3 separate regions of the Mus musculus genome follow, and all the other regions are linked to region 3. Evidence: chromatin contacts called from public promoter capture Hi-C data. All regions are on one chromosome and are shown on one strand. Each heading gives the region's core, a stretch centred on a gene start, on an enhancer-like site or on the middle of the called end of the contact. The rest is flanking DNA. Distances are from core to core; before and after follow the strand shown.

Region 1 (4,676 bases), core at 2,030-4,529, 360 kb before region 3:
CTCCTTTTTTTCTCTCCCACTTTGTCCTGTGGCTTCCTGGAGCCATTGCAGAATACTCCCGGAAGCAGAAACAATTTCTTTCAGGAGTAATTCCAGTAGGTGGACCGTCCATCTGTATATCTGGGCCAATGGCATTTCAGTGGGTATGGTTTACTCAGAGCCCGAGCAGAATCTTCCGTGAGCTTGCAGAGCTGGGCTGTCTGTCTCTTGCTTTCCCTGCAGAGTCAAGCTCTGACTGTCTCTTGCTATCCTGTCTTCTGCCTTATCCTGTTTTACAAGATTAGTAAGCCACAGTGTGGCTGTTCCTTCTACCTTCCTTCTATCTGAGTCTCGGAGTAAGAGGCTCCTGGAGCCATGCTGAACATACCTACCTCAGCAGCTAACTTAAGTGCAAGAAATAAGCTTTCAAGCAAATCTAGGGGTTGAAGAGATAACTAGTTTAGCTTGGTGGTTAAGAGCACTTTGTATTCTTATGGAACATCTGGGTTGAATCGGCAGGCACAACTGTTTGCAGTTCCAGGATCTCCGACGCCCCCTTCTGGCCATGTCCGGTACTGCGCACATGTGGTGTCCATCAAAGCAGACAAGACGCCCATACACGTCTTGTCTAATAAAATAAAATTAACAACAAAATACAGTTATATTTATTTATTTTGTATATGTCTCTCTCTGTGTGTAGGTTTCTCTCTGTGTGAATTGGTTTTCTCCTCCCACTATTTGAGGCTCTGAGGTGGATCTCAGGTCTTTAGCTTCGCTCTAAGTGCCTTGCTAACACCGTTCCAGTAGTTTTTAGTATAGAGTTCTAATGTATGGAAAAAACGCAATTCAAGGCAGAGGTTATGTCTATTATACTCTGTCACACTGATGGAGTCTATCTGCCGAGGATGTGATGACGGATGTTCACAGAATGTGGAGAAGAACTTGACAAGGGTCTGGAGACCCCGCTGTTCACCCCTTACCTCTTCCAGCTTCTGTGACTCGAGTCTCTGTTCACTCCTATGTTGTCATCATCATTTGCAATGATGGAGGAAGACGTTAGGTGGATCTGATGTGGCTAGTACTTCTATGCCTAACCTCTCTGTCCAGAGGGGTCTTCCAAGAAGTTGATTTTGTATTCACTTGATGTGGTCGGGTGTGGAGGCGGGGTTCTTGCCAGGATCATGGGAGGGGGCATCTAGATTGTATCCCAATACCCCACAGTTACTGGAACAGATGGCGTTTGCAGTGCTTGGTATCAGTGTGAAGAGCTCACTGTATTGGAGGGAAGGCAGACATGGGAATGAAGTAATTTTATCTCAATAAATCTCGAGTCCCTGAGAACATAGCTTTTCTACCTTACAGGAACACCCCAGAACACACACTTAGATGGTTAGTTATTACCCCGGGTTTTGCTGCTCTTTACCTAGGGTTATGTAGTTTCTTTCCTCTGGGTCTCCATCTCCATCTCCATCTCCATCTCCATCTCCATCTCCATCTCCATCTCCATCTCCATCTCCCTCTCCCTCTCCCTCTCCCTCTCTCTCTCTCTCTCTCTGCCCCCCCTCTCTGTCTATCTCTGTCTCTTTGTCTCTCTGTTTCTCTCCCTGTCTCTCTCTGTCTCCGTTTCTGACTTTGTCTCTCTCTGTATGTCTCTGTCTCTCTCCCTTTCTCTCTCTGTCTCCATTTCTGACTCTGTCTCTGTCTCTCTCTGACTCTGTCTCTCTCTGTCTCTGACTCTGTCTCTCTCTATCCCTCTCTGTCTTTGTTTCTCTCTGTCTCTGTTTCTCTCTGTCTTCGTTTCTGACTCTGTTTCTGTCTCCATCTCTGTCTCTACCTCTCTTTCTCTTTGCAGTGAGAAATACAGCTCTCACGAGGCCCGAGTGACCCTTATAAACAGCTTCCTGTGTTCTCTTCCTAGAGGCAAGCCAGATGGGAAACCATATAACCAGAGGCTAGTGTCCTGGCACTGATGCTGGGATATACTAAGACTTCCCAGGCTTACTTGAAATCATGCTGTTAACAGCTTTCAGCCTTTGGCACAATGAGTCCCTCTGGAAATCTCAGTGAAGGTACGGGCACTATTCTTCAGAAATGTGTTCTATCACACATACTCTTTGGGGAGGTTCACGGAGCTCTAGGAAACCATCCATGGAACACTAGGTTCAGCTCTCAAACATTAAATGTGTCATCTTGCCAAGAAAACCCAGACCAGCATCCACTGCCCTGTGCGGTGTGTGGATGGCCACTACCCACTCTTCCTGTATGGTCCCTTCTCTGCCTTTCACCCATTTGTGACCAACCTTTCTTTCTTATGGGCACATTCCATGCTAGGCACCTTAAAGGTGTTGGAACTCAGGTTGTCAGGCCAGCTGGCCTCTTATTTTTTTATTTCGATACCAATAACCCACAACATACATCTTTAGGCACTGGACAGGAGGCCAAAGTATCTCATAAGGAATACTGCAGGAAGGAGGCGTTCCCTCAGGACTCTGTCTAGGATGACATAAACACTGGAGACCAGCTGTCCATCATGAAAAGCCTGGCCTGCAGGGACCAGAGGAGCCCCACCAGGGAACTTCTTCCGAACCTCCATTTTTCACCAGGCACACCCCAATTGCAGTGGACTGTCAGGCACTCACACACGTGTTGCTTTCTCTAACATCTCCACCGTGAGGCTGAGGTGAAGATAGCATCTTCATTAAAAAGAAAGAAAGAAGCCGTGCATGGTGGTGCACGCCTTTAACCCCGGCACTCGTGAGGCAGAGGCAGGTGGATTTCTGAGTTCGAGGCCAGCCTGGTCTACAAAGTGAGTTCCAGGACAGCCAGGGCTACACAGAGAAACCCTGCCACGAAATAACAAAAAAAAAAAAAAAAAAAAAAGAAAGAAAGGAAGGAAGGAAGGAAGAAACAAACAGAGACTCCCAGGTGTCACTGATTCGTCCAAGGACAAGGGCTGGAAAGAGCCAGAACCTTTGGGACAAATCCAGCAGCTTCCTAGTCTTCTAGCAGGTGCTCTGAGCCACCCGGACCCGGAAGGACCTGGGCTTGTGCTGTGGCCATGAGGATGTCCCTAGGCCATGGAAATCAGAGGGGACCTGGACTGAAGAGGTCAGGGCCCCAGAGTCTCCGCGAGGGTCTAGTCTTCTCCAAGGTGAAAGGAGAGGTCCGTGGGGCTACCGCAGTAGGCGGGAGGAAGACGGTTGGTCCTCTTTCTCGAAGCCTGGCCTCCATCTGCAGGGGATGTCCCGCCAGGAAGCAAGCGGGTTGGAAGGAGCCCACAGCCCTTGGCGCCCGCAGAAAAACCTGGCGCGCAGCCCGCCTGGCTCCCTCCGCGGCTTCTGCTCCGCTTCAGGCTGCGCGGTAGCGCTGGCTGCAAACCCGACCGAGAAAGTAGGTCAGCCTGCGGCCAGCAGCCTCCTGGACAGGTTCCTGCCTCTCCGGAGCCCGGGCTCCCTCCCCTGCCAAGCCTCCTCCTCTGCTGTTCCCTCCGGCCTCGGCTCCATCAATCCCAGGCAGCCAGTCACCACCTTTGGGGAGGCAACGCACTTGTGTGAAGAAAAATCAAAAGATGCAATAAACTTCACACTGGAGAAAACCAAAAATCTCACTACGGAGAAGAAAGTACCATAGTTAACAGAGAACGGACATCACGCAGGTGTATCTTATTGTATGGGTATATGCAGTTAGAGGAAAAGAATAACTATCTTATTAAAACGAGACTTAAAATAGGTGCTTTTAAGATAAAAAAAAAAGAATCACTTTAGAAATTTTATTTGGATCCAAGAAACTACAGTGAAATGGGAAGAATTGTTGAATTTTAAGTAAATTAATTTTACTACAGGATGTACAATAAAATATTCTTTATTCCTTTGAGAAGGACTCAAAAAGAAAATGGAGAAGGGGGAGGAGACAGAAAGGGGTGAATTAAGTGGTTGGAGATTTTTTTTTTTTTTTAAAGCTCAGGGTTTCAATTTTAGCTAGTTAATTAATTCCTGCTAGGGAATCAGAAAGCGTTTAGCACGAATCTTTCCTCCCTCCCCTTCTTTTGCTTCTTGATTTGTAAGTTATATTATGGTTACTTTTAATTTTTCACTTTTATATCATCAATGTTGAGTTTCATAAATGTATTTCCCATCCTTCTTTACTGTTGGTTATTTACTTATCTGTATTTTTAAAAAGACAGGCTGGCCTTGAACCTCTGTCCTTTTGCCTCCACTTAAATTTTCTTTTAATTATTATTTTTATTCTATGTGTATGGGTGTCTTGCCTGCACATATGTCTGTGCACCATGCATTTGTCTGGTGCCAGCAGAGGCTAGAAGAGGGTATTGGATACCCTGGAACTAAAGTTATAGACCACCGTGTCCTCTCCCTCTCCTTCCCTCTCCTCTTCCTCTCTCCCTTCTCTCCCTCCCTCTCTCCCTCTCTGGTTCTCTTGCTCTCCTGCTGCTTGGTTTTAGAGGTCAAAGGACAAGTTGGCACAGCCTTGTTGGCAAGGGCTTTTACCTACCTGAGCCATGCCAAGGGCTCCATAATCTGTGTTTAGACACACGCCTTATCACTCACCCTCAGTTTTTGTTTTGTGTGGTGGATGCTGTTGTGGTTTGCGAAACAGGCTCTCGTGAAGCCCAGGCTGGTTTTAGATTTGCTATATAGCTAAGGAGGACCTGGAACTTCTAATCCTCCTGCCTCCACCTC
Region 2 (4,080 bases), core at 1,429-3,928, 300 kb before region 3:
ACACACACGCTTCAAAAACTGAATGTGGTGGTTCCTGAATCTACTCCTGTGGAAAGGTAACAGAGGAAGCGTTGAGGAGAGACTCAACCCGGGATTCCTAAGATGAAGATGGGATGGGTTGGTTTCCTCCCCCTTCCCAATCTGGTACCATATAGTCAGCTGTGTCACCATCAACCCTAGTAAGAATCTACTATGGGCTTCACTCCTTACAAGGTTTATCCCCTGGACCATCAGCCCCTGGATATTCAAATGAAGTTGTCCAACACTGCCCTAGCCAGGTGTACCTTGCCACACAGACCTTGACCCAGAGACTCTGCCCACCTTCCCATGGTCATAAATACTCTTCCCTCCCACAAATAAATGAACCAGTTCTCGGAAGCTGTTTCTGGGTGTGTATTCTTTGCCCAAGAATTCACCAAAGCCCTGCATTACACCCCTCCCCCCTCCCCCTGTAACCTTCCCTTCCTCCAGCCCAGTCCAGTGTGTGATGAGCTGGCTATTCCCCAGCCTGAGGGGGGAGAGGTAGACACAGAGAAGCATAATCCCAGCACTTGGGAGGTGGAGGCAGGGCAATCAGAGGTTCAAGGCTATCTTTGACTATATAACAAGCTTGAGACCAGGATCTGGGCAACACAGTACCCTATCTCATGGTGTTTGAAGTAACAGATACATCCTTAGGGAAAGTGTTAGTGGCTTTCTGTTGCTGCAATAAAACACCATGATAAAAGGAACTTAGAGGATGTCCTAGTTAGGGTTTCTATTGCTGTGATAAACACCATGACCAAAAACAACTTGGGAAGCAAAGGGTTTATTTGGCTTACTCTTCCTCGTTACTGTTCATCATCAGGGAAGTCAGAATAGGAACTCAAACAGAGCAGGAACCTAAAGGCAGGAACTGATGCAGAGGGGATGGAGGGGGTTGGTGCTTACTGGTTTCCTGGAGCAGGAAGCTGAGAAATCACATCTTCAACCACAAACAGGAAGCAGAGAGGGAAATCAGGAAGTGGGTGAGGCTACAAACTCTCATACCCTACCCCACTGACTTACCTTCTCCAGCAAGGCTCCACCTCAAAAGGGTTCTACAACTTCCCCAGAGAGTCTCACCAATGTGAGCCTATGGGGACATTGCTCATTTAAACCAGTGGAGTGGGATTGCTATCCATCTAGAAGTTAACCTCTGTGAAGCTCAATGTTGAAAGAAATCATCTGTAAACCTAGACCTAAGGTTAATCTGGTTCAATTACTGGAAGATCAATAGATAACAGTCTCTGAAAGTTCTGGAACATTCTTCCCTCCATACCCTGCCTCTCTGAGCAGGAACTGTAGACACTCGCTTCGCTAGATGGAGAGTCACTTTCCTGCTGAGGCTGGGGCAGTTTATAGTAGTGTGTAAACTTGATAACCTCCTTCTATGGTGCTCAATTAAAAATCTATTTTTTACCTTATGTGTATAGGTGTTTTACCTACATACATGTATGTTCACCATATTTATATCTGGTGCTTAAGAGTCCGGAAGAGGGTGTCAGGACCCCTGGAGTTATGAGTGGTTGTGAGCCACCATGTGGGTGCTGGGACTGGAACCTTGGTCCTCTGCAAGGTTAGTAAGTACTTTCAACTGCTGAACCATGTCCCTAGACCCCACGTTGTTTAATTTTGAGTGTTAACTTGATTAGATTAAGATTATACCTAGGCCATTAGTGTGGATCTATAAAGGCGATTCCAAGGCACTTTAAGCCCACCTAGAATGTAGTGGATCGCGTCCCTGATTCAATATAAAGGAGAAAGGTGAAAACTGGCTTGGCTCTGGCCACCCCTTTCTCTGCCCCTGATTTGACTAGCTGCTGTACATTGCTGCCACCACAGAGCCACTCACTGCCTTCCTTCCCTGTGAAGGACCATGTCCCCTTAAACTGTGAGTGGGGCAGGGCAGGTCCTTCCTCAGTAACAGGGAAACATTATTCCTGGCATCTTGACTTGCAGCCCAAGGAGACCGTTCCTAGGTAATGCATTGGAGAGGTTCCACAAGAAAGTTTCCATCGTAAGGAAGGAAATGAAGCTCAAAGATCATCTGTCTCTCAGAGGCTTTCATAATAAAGGCCAGAATCAAACAAAAAGCCAGGTTGTCTTTCAGCGAATAATATCCAGATGATTTCTGTCCTCTTTCCCAAAAAGAATGATAAAGGGCACACACTTAAGAAATAAAGCCGTAGAAATATGTTTAAGGAATGAGACCCAAATGCACTCAAAGTAAAACACAGGCGGCATGTAAAAACGCATTTGGGGGGTGTGAGGCAGATGGCTGAATTTAAGTGGCATGCATGTAGGCTTGAGCTAATAATCCCAGCTTTGGGGACGCGAAGACAGGAGGATTTCCAGGGATTGCTGCCAGCTAGCTTAGCCTAGCCTAACCAGCAAGCTTCAGGCCAGCGAGAGACCTTGCTCCAAAGAAGTCGATGGATGACACTTGAGCCAAAGTTGCTCTCCAGCCATCATAGGCACGTGCACGCAGGCATATTGGTACTTAAGCACGCACGCACACATGCACGAACATCCGCAAGCACGTAGGCAGGCATGCGCACAGACACGCACTCATACACGCATGCGTGCGCAGGCACACAGGCATGCTCGCACGCACGCACGCACGCACGCACGTACGTACGTACGTACACACGTATGTATGAGCATACGTAAGACCCGGCGCTCGGGCGCGCACGCTTTTATTTTTAAGTTTGGTTTTAAAACCTGGACTTGATGAAGCACCCAAGTTTCCTAATACTCCCTGGACTTTCCCCCTTTTAAGACTATCTCTTCTTAAAACTTAAAATTATATGAAATGATCATATAATCGCATTAGAAATGAACAAGCAGTGTTTTCCATTCACGGGAAGTCTGTCTCACCACGTTTACCCACAGTGTAGGGGACGAAGCTCAAAGCCTTGGGTGACCCGCAGGAGGTTCAGGCAGGTAGGCATCATAGGACCTCATTGCTTTCTGTGTGGCCTCTGGGGATCTAGGCAATTTAAAATCACCAGGAAAGCTAACTGTAGAGATGGTCCTTTGAACGTTTTATTCTCGGATTCCTTGCTGTCTCTGTGTGGTGGTGCCTTCCAGATGAGGACGCAGCCTCCCACGGGTTCCGACCACACCAGGCGCCGACAGAGAACAGATGGGCTTACTTCCTTTTTGCCCCACTTAGAAAAAGGGACCTTTTCTGTCGACCTTCTCATTTTCGCTCTAGTGACCCCTTCCCCGGAGCCGCTTGGTTTCTTCAGCTGTAGCTACATTTGCAAATCATGCTTATTTTTGGTAACCCAAAAAATATTTTAGACAGTGAAGTGCTCATAAATGTTTAGCAGTGGACTCTAGGAAGCGCACACACTTATGTGCCCTAGTTAGTATACATTGGCAACACGACCCAGCCTAGATGCCAACTGGCGGGGAAGCCTTGGTTTAGGAATTTCCTAGATCAAATTGGACTGTGGGTATTTCTGGGGAAGGGTAATGTGATGGTTATTCCTGGTTGTCAACTTGACTATATCTGGAATGCACTACAGTCTGGAAATGGAGGGCACACCTGTGATGCAGATCTTGAGACTGAAAGACAGACTTCTGAGCTGGACATTGACATGGTTTTGATCCAGATCTTGAGGCATAGTGGCCGTGAAATGCTTAGGCCCAGGCAAGGTAGTACACACTTTTATCTCAGGAGACTTAGCCGAGCAGATCTCTGAGTTCAGGGCTAGCCTGAGATAGAGAAAGTTCCAAATCCAGGTGTGGTGATACATACTTTTAATCTGGGCCACACCTTCTGTTGGAGACCTACATAAGGACAGTGGAAGATGGAAGGCTCACTCTTCTTCGTCTGCTTGCACTTACTTGCCAGCACATCTGTTGGAACCTGCTTCTTCAGGATTCCAGCTTATACAGAAGACCAGCTGAAACACCCAGCCTCGCGGGACTGAGCAACTACTAGATTCTTGGAATTCCTGTTCACAGCTGCCCATTGTTGGGTTAGTTAGAATGCAGACTGTAAGTCATAATAATAAGTTCCCTAATATATAGAGACATTCTATAAGTTCT
Region 3 (4,451 bases), core at 1,628-4,127:
CAAAACAAAAAAAAAATTACCAGAGTTTCTGAAGAAGATGCAGTGTAGTGTAGTGTTTGTTTGTGTGTGTGTGTGTGTGTGTGTGTGTGTGTGTGTGTGTGTGTGTATCGTAAACAATGCGTGGCCTGGCTCTTAGATAAATGATTGGTGTGTGGTAGGTATGCAATAGATGTCTGATGAGTAAGTAACTGCTAAAGCTGACACAGACAAAACATGGTTTTAAGTCCAGAATCTGATGTAAATGCCTTCACTCTGGACACAATAAACGGACCGCCTCTGTGTGCAGAGCCCAGTCAGCCTGGGGCAAGAGTTACCTTCTGCATTGACCACCATCGTTCCGATGACCCCTTTGTGACTCTGGATTCTCTTGAGGGTTTCCTCCACTTCTGTCTGCAAGAGATCGGGGCTACCATTAACCGGAAGGGTATCCATGGTTACATCTGCTCTACAGCGACTATCTAGGCACATACCTGGTCCCCTATTTCTTTAACTGAGAGATGGAGACGATATGCTCGGAGTTTAAAAGGTAAGCTTGGAACTGTTAGGTCTCTTATGGGGACTGTGTAGGAAGCCCCATCTTGCACGTGACCTAGGTAGATTGCCAGGCTTCAGCCCCAATGAAGACAAGAGAGCCTCACAAGGGATCCTCAAAGCTTATGTGTTCTGATTTGCTAGAAGGGTAGTGTTTATTTATTTGCTTGCTTTTACATTGCCCAGAAAGCTACCATGGGCCATCATTCAGCAGCTCCCACTTCCATACTTACAAAACACTTCTTTCGTATGTCATGGCTTTTAAATATTTATAGATCATCACTATATCCTCCGAGAGTGTCCATAAGCTGCCCTTTCTGAGACTCCTTAGTTACTTCTGTTTCCCCCATTGGGGGTTCATTCTGGTGACCAAGCTTACAAAGGGCAATTCTGTGCAAGCATTGTATTGCAGGATGCCGGAGCACCCTGGCTGTGTCTTGGTTGAAGCGGAATGTTCGGCTATGGGTGTCTGCATTAGGGACTCGCATCTGGGTTTTACGCTTACCTTTTTGAGCTGGCTGAGACTAAAACCACTCGGTTCCCTGTGCTGTCTTATTCCCAACAGCACATTGCGACTATTTACACTTCTTGTAAAAATATAGTTTATTATTTTATAGGGATGGATGCTTGTCTGCACGTATGTCTGAGCACCATGTGCATGCGTAGGGCCAGTGGAGGCCAGAAGAGGGTGTCAGATCACTTAGACATAAAGTTACAGACAGCTGTGAGATATCAGGGGTTGCTGAGGCTTGAACCTGGGTCCTCTGCAAGAGAACCTAATGCTTTTAACCACTGAGCTTTCTCCACAGCCTCATATGCATTTTTTTTGGATTTTTTTTTTTTTGAGATAGGATTTCACAGTATATAGCTCAGCCTGGTCTTGAACTTGCAGCAGTCCTCCTGCCTCAGCCTCCTGAGTGCTGGGACTCCAGGCAGGCATTACCGTGCTCCACTTAGCCAGGCAGTTTTGTGATGAGAATCTATTCTATTGTTTTCTTTCCCAACATCTCACAAGTGAACACTACGTTACTTCAGTCAGAGACAGGCTTCCTTCTGCACCCATTGTGGAGGTGAGCAAGCACTTTTCTCGTTTTTCCCACCACCAGGGCAGGTGTCTTTTGAGGAAATGTCAGGCTGGATTAGTGGCTTTCCTCATGGTGGACACTGGTAACATTTAATTTAGCATGTTCTTTAAACTACACCATGGCCCAAAGCTTGGAGAAATGCATCTGCAGAGGCCACCCCAGGTCACAAACGGGCTGTCACAAATAAAGAGGACTGTGAAAACAAAGGAAGAGAGCATATGTTTACATTTCAGTAACACGAAAGCTCTGAGCCTGAGGTGTCCTCTGGAAAGGAAAAGGAGACATCGCCAGTGACAGTAATAGCAAGAATCTGATAGTGCCAGGGACTTGTTTTGTCTCATACACAGCCTGGGACAAAACCAAAACCAAACCAAACCAAACACCAAAACCAAACAACAAACAAACCAACCCAACCGACCAACCAAGAAAACGCAAACCCCAGTAAATGTAGACATTTTTTTCTTGGGGTATCTCTCTGACACTTGGCATTTCTTGGTCTCCTTATGTCTGGCACAGAATACTCACAAACCAGCCCAGTTCTGATCGCCTTAGGGGCTCCTCAAAGTCACGGACCTCTCCTCCCTTCCTCCACTGCTCCTCTCAGCTCTCTGCTCCTCACCTTTCCTCTCCTCCAAGGTGGTTCTCTTCTGACTCCCAGACCCCTATTGCAACCTCCTGTGTCCCCAGGCCACTCCTGTGCCTCTCCTCCTCTCCCCTTCACTCTCCTTCCCTCCTCCTCCTCTCCCTTTCCCTTTTCTCCAACCCTTTTCCTTCGTTTCTTTCTCTCCCATCCCCTTCCTTCTCTTCTCTTCCCCTTTGCCTTTCTTTTTCCCTTTCCTTTTTTTTTCTCTCTTCTCTCTCCTTCCTTTTCTGTGCAGGCGAGGTTGGGGTAGCATCCCACCTTCCTCCCCGCGTTCTCTCTCCATTCCTCGCCCCCCCTCCTAGTTTTTATTTCTTCCCTCTTTGTCTCTTACTCATCTCCCAGCCCCCTTCCCATTTTTTTGTTCTCCTGGTCTCCTTCTTTCTCAGCTTGGGATCTTTCTTTCTTTCTCCACCTCTGTCATAGCTCTTTGCAAACTTTTCTGGCTCCCAGATTCATCTCAACACCTCCCGTTTTTTCAATAGCGCCCTTTCCAGCTGTCATCCAGTAAATGGTGAGACCCTCCCAGGACAGCTGTGCACATGAGTCTCCCCCTCTACCCTTCTAGACAAGAACTCAGATTTACCATCGCGCCTGTGGGACAGCTCCTGGCTCAAGTCTGAGTTGCAGTTTCTGTGGATGTCAACAACGCTTCCCCCGTTGCTAGGCAACCAGGCAGGAAGTGGCTTTCTGAAAGCTATGGGCTGCGCCTGCGCAACGGTTAGGCTGTTTCTGAAGCCGGCTTTTCCGCCCTGCATGTGGCAGGTTGCTTTGCAGCCTAGCAAAAGAAGGCAGGCACGGACGTTCCTTCCCAGGAACCTCAAGGCGATGGGGTCGTGGCAGGATACAGTCTCTCCTGGGTTTAACTTTTCTTCTTTTTCATGCTTTCTGGAGATGTGGCCGGCACTTGTCCCTGAGTCAGGCAAGTGTAGGTAGCCACTTGACCGCCCCCACGTGAGATATATGATACACACATGGGTGCCAATAATACCATCCTGAGATATAGAACTATCCATGTGGGAAACAATAACACACTGTGGATATGGTAGCACGCAGGGAAGGTGCTCATGTCCTAAAACCAACCGATTTCACTTTATCTCTGAGAATTTGGTACTAGAGCTGAGCCGATCTAGAAAGGGTTTGTTCTGCTGCTGTGATAAACAAACAAACAAACAAACAAAGAGCAACTTCGAGGAGAAAGGGTTCCGTCTAGCTTACAATTCCAGGTCGCAATCATTGTGGGAAGGCAAGGCAGGAGCTTGAAGAATCTAGTTAGATCCACACTCAGCAGGGGGAGAGAATGAGAGAGGGGGGAGGGGGAGAGGGAGAGGGAGAGAAAGGGAGGGAGCGATAGAGGAGGGAAAGTAAGAAAAAGCAGAAGAGAAAGAGGGAGGAAGGAAGAAAGAAGGAAGAGGAGGAAGCCTTTATCCACAGCTGTGATGGGAGGCAAGCAGGATTCCAGCAGGAGCAGCTCTGGCAGGAGAACAACAGCTCAGAGAGAAGTGGCCAAAGTGACTTCCAACCAGCAGTAAAGTCTGATTCTGCGCATAGGGAATCAATGGGGGAGAACGGGAGCCACTTTCTCCTCATCGACCTTTCCCTCCAATGATTTCTCGGAGGTAGCTTGGTTTAATTTTGATGCCTTCTCTTTGGGGTGGGACTATGATGGATATCCAAGGTGGTGCTTTATAAAGCGCCTTGAAGGAATCCAACATGTTCTCGGGCCCCGTCCTAGGTACTGGGAATTCTTTCCACCCCTTCCACCACCTCCCAACTCTCCCCCTTCCTTTAAATTCATGCTAAGTGCTAAATAACCTTCAACTCCACTGAAAGTGTTAGTTACTAAAACTTGCAAGCACTTGGAAAAACCAAACCGTAGGCATATTTTACTCTTCCTTGCCCTTAACTGTCAAAAACCAGAACTTCCTTCCCAACAAGAGGGGGTCTCTCTTGTTTGTTGACTGTCTCCATTCTGATAGAATCGCAGTAATGCTGTGACCTTGAGTTTCCCCTTGGTATCTTATTTACTTTTCTATGTAGCTTTGGCACTCTTTTGGCAACCATTGAGTTGGACTGCACTTTTTATATCTTGTGTTCATTTTCCTTGTGAGATTTTCCTATTATAGTACTCTACTTTAGGGCATCTTAAGCTTTATCCAGTTACAACCCATTTCTCCCACCCCCGACAAATTTAT

What was found. Promoter capture Hi-C pulls out the DNA fragments that hold promoters and counts their contacts.
Region 1: a promoter capture Hi-C map of hippocampal neurons shows a contact between it and region 3, with 4 times the contacts expected there. The contact joins the enhancer-like site here to the promoter of Dynlrb2 in region 3. A contact is called at or near these places in 13 of 39 promoter capture datasets (the 3T3-L1 cell line, embryonic stem cells, hematopoietic stem and progenitor cells and 6 more), 3 of 484 Hi-C or Micro-C datasets (liver, nephron progenitors and pre-B cells), 5 of 115 datasets of contacts at active chromatin or transcription factors (T-cell acute lymphoblastic leukemia, double positive thymocytes, embryonic stem cells and 2 more) and 1 of 9 other capture datasets (macrophages).
Region 2: a contact with region 3 is called in a promoter capture Hi-C map of embryonic stem cells, with 6 times the contacts expected there. The contact joins the promoter of 4930563M20Rik here to the promoter of Dynlrb2 in region 3. A contact is called at or near these places in 10 of 39 promoter capture datasets (the 3T3-L1 cell line, embryonic stem cells, hippocampal neurons and 3 more), 1 of 484 Hi-C or Micro-C datasets (embryonic stem cells) and 1 of 9 other capture datasets (embryonic stem cells).

What each region holds. Positions count from the first base shown.
Region 1 is chr8:116,862,179-116,866,854 of GRCm38.p6, reverse strand. No RefSeq gene overlaps it. Among named protein-coding and RNA genes, the nearest start is that of Gm51553, 9.1 kb to the left of the region's middle. Within about 2 kb of position 3,279, at least 79 of the 459 cell types and tissues checked have an H3K27ac peak or open chromatin away from gene starts, as enhancers often do. A contact at or near this core is called in hippocampal neurons, neural tube, second pharyngeal arch cranial neural crest and 1 more, where this site is marked.
Region 2 is chr8:116,800,010-116,804,089 of GRCm38.p6, reverse strand. 4930563M20Rik (RIKEN cDNA 4930563M20 gene) reads left to right here and starts at 2,678. Exons shown (of 4, transcript NR_046193.1): 1 at 2,678-2,964; 2 at 3,884-4,029.
Region 3 is chr8:116,503,441-116,507,891 of GRCm38.p6, reverse strand. Dynlrb2 (dynein light chain roadblock-type 2) reads right to left here and starts at 2,877. Exons shown (of 4, transcript NM_029297.1): 1 at 2,843-2,877; 2 at 315-390. The coding sequence starts at 2,845.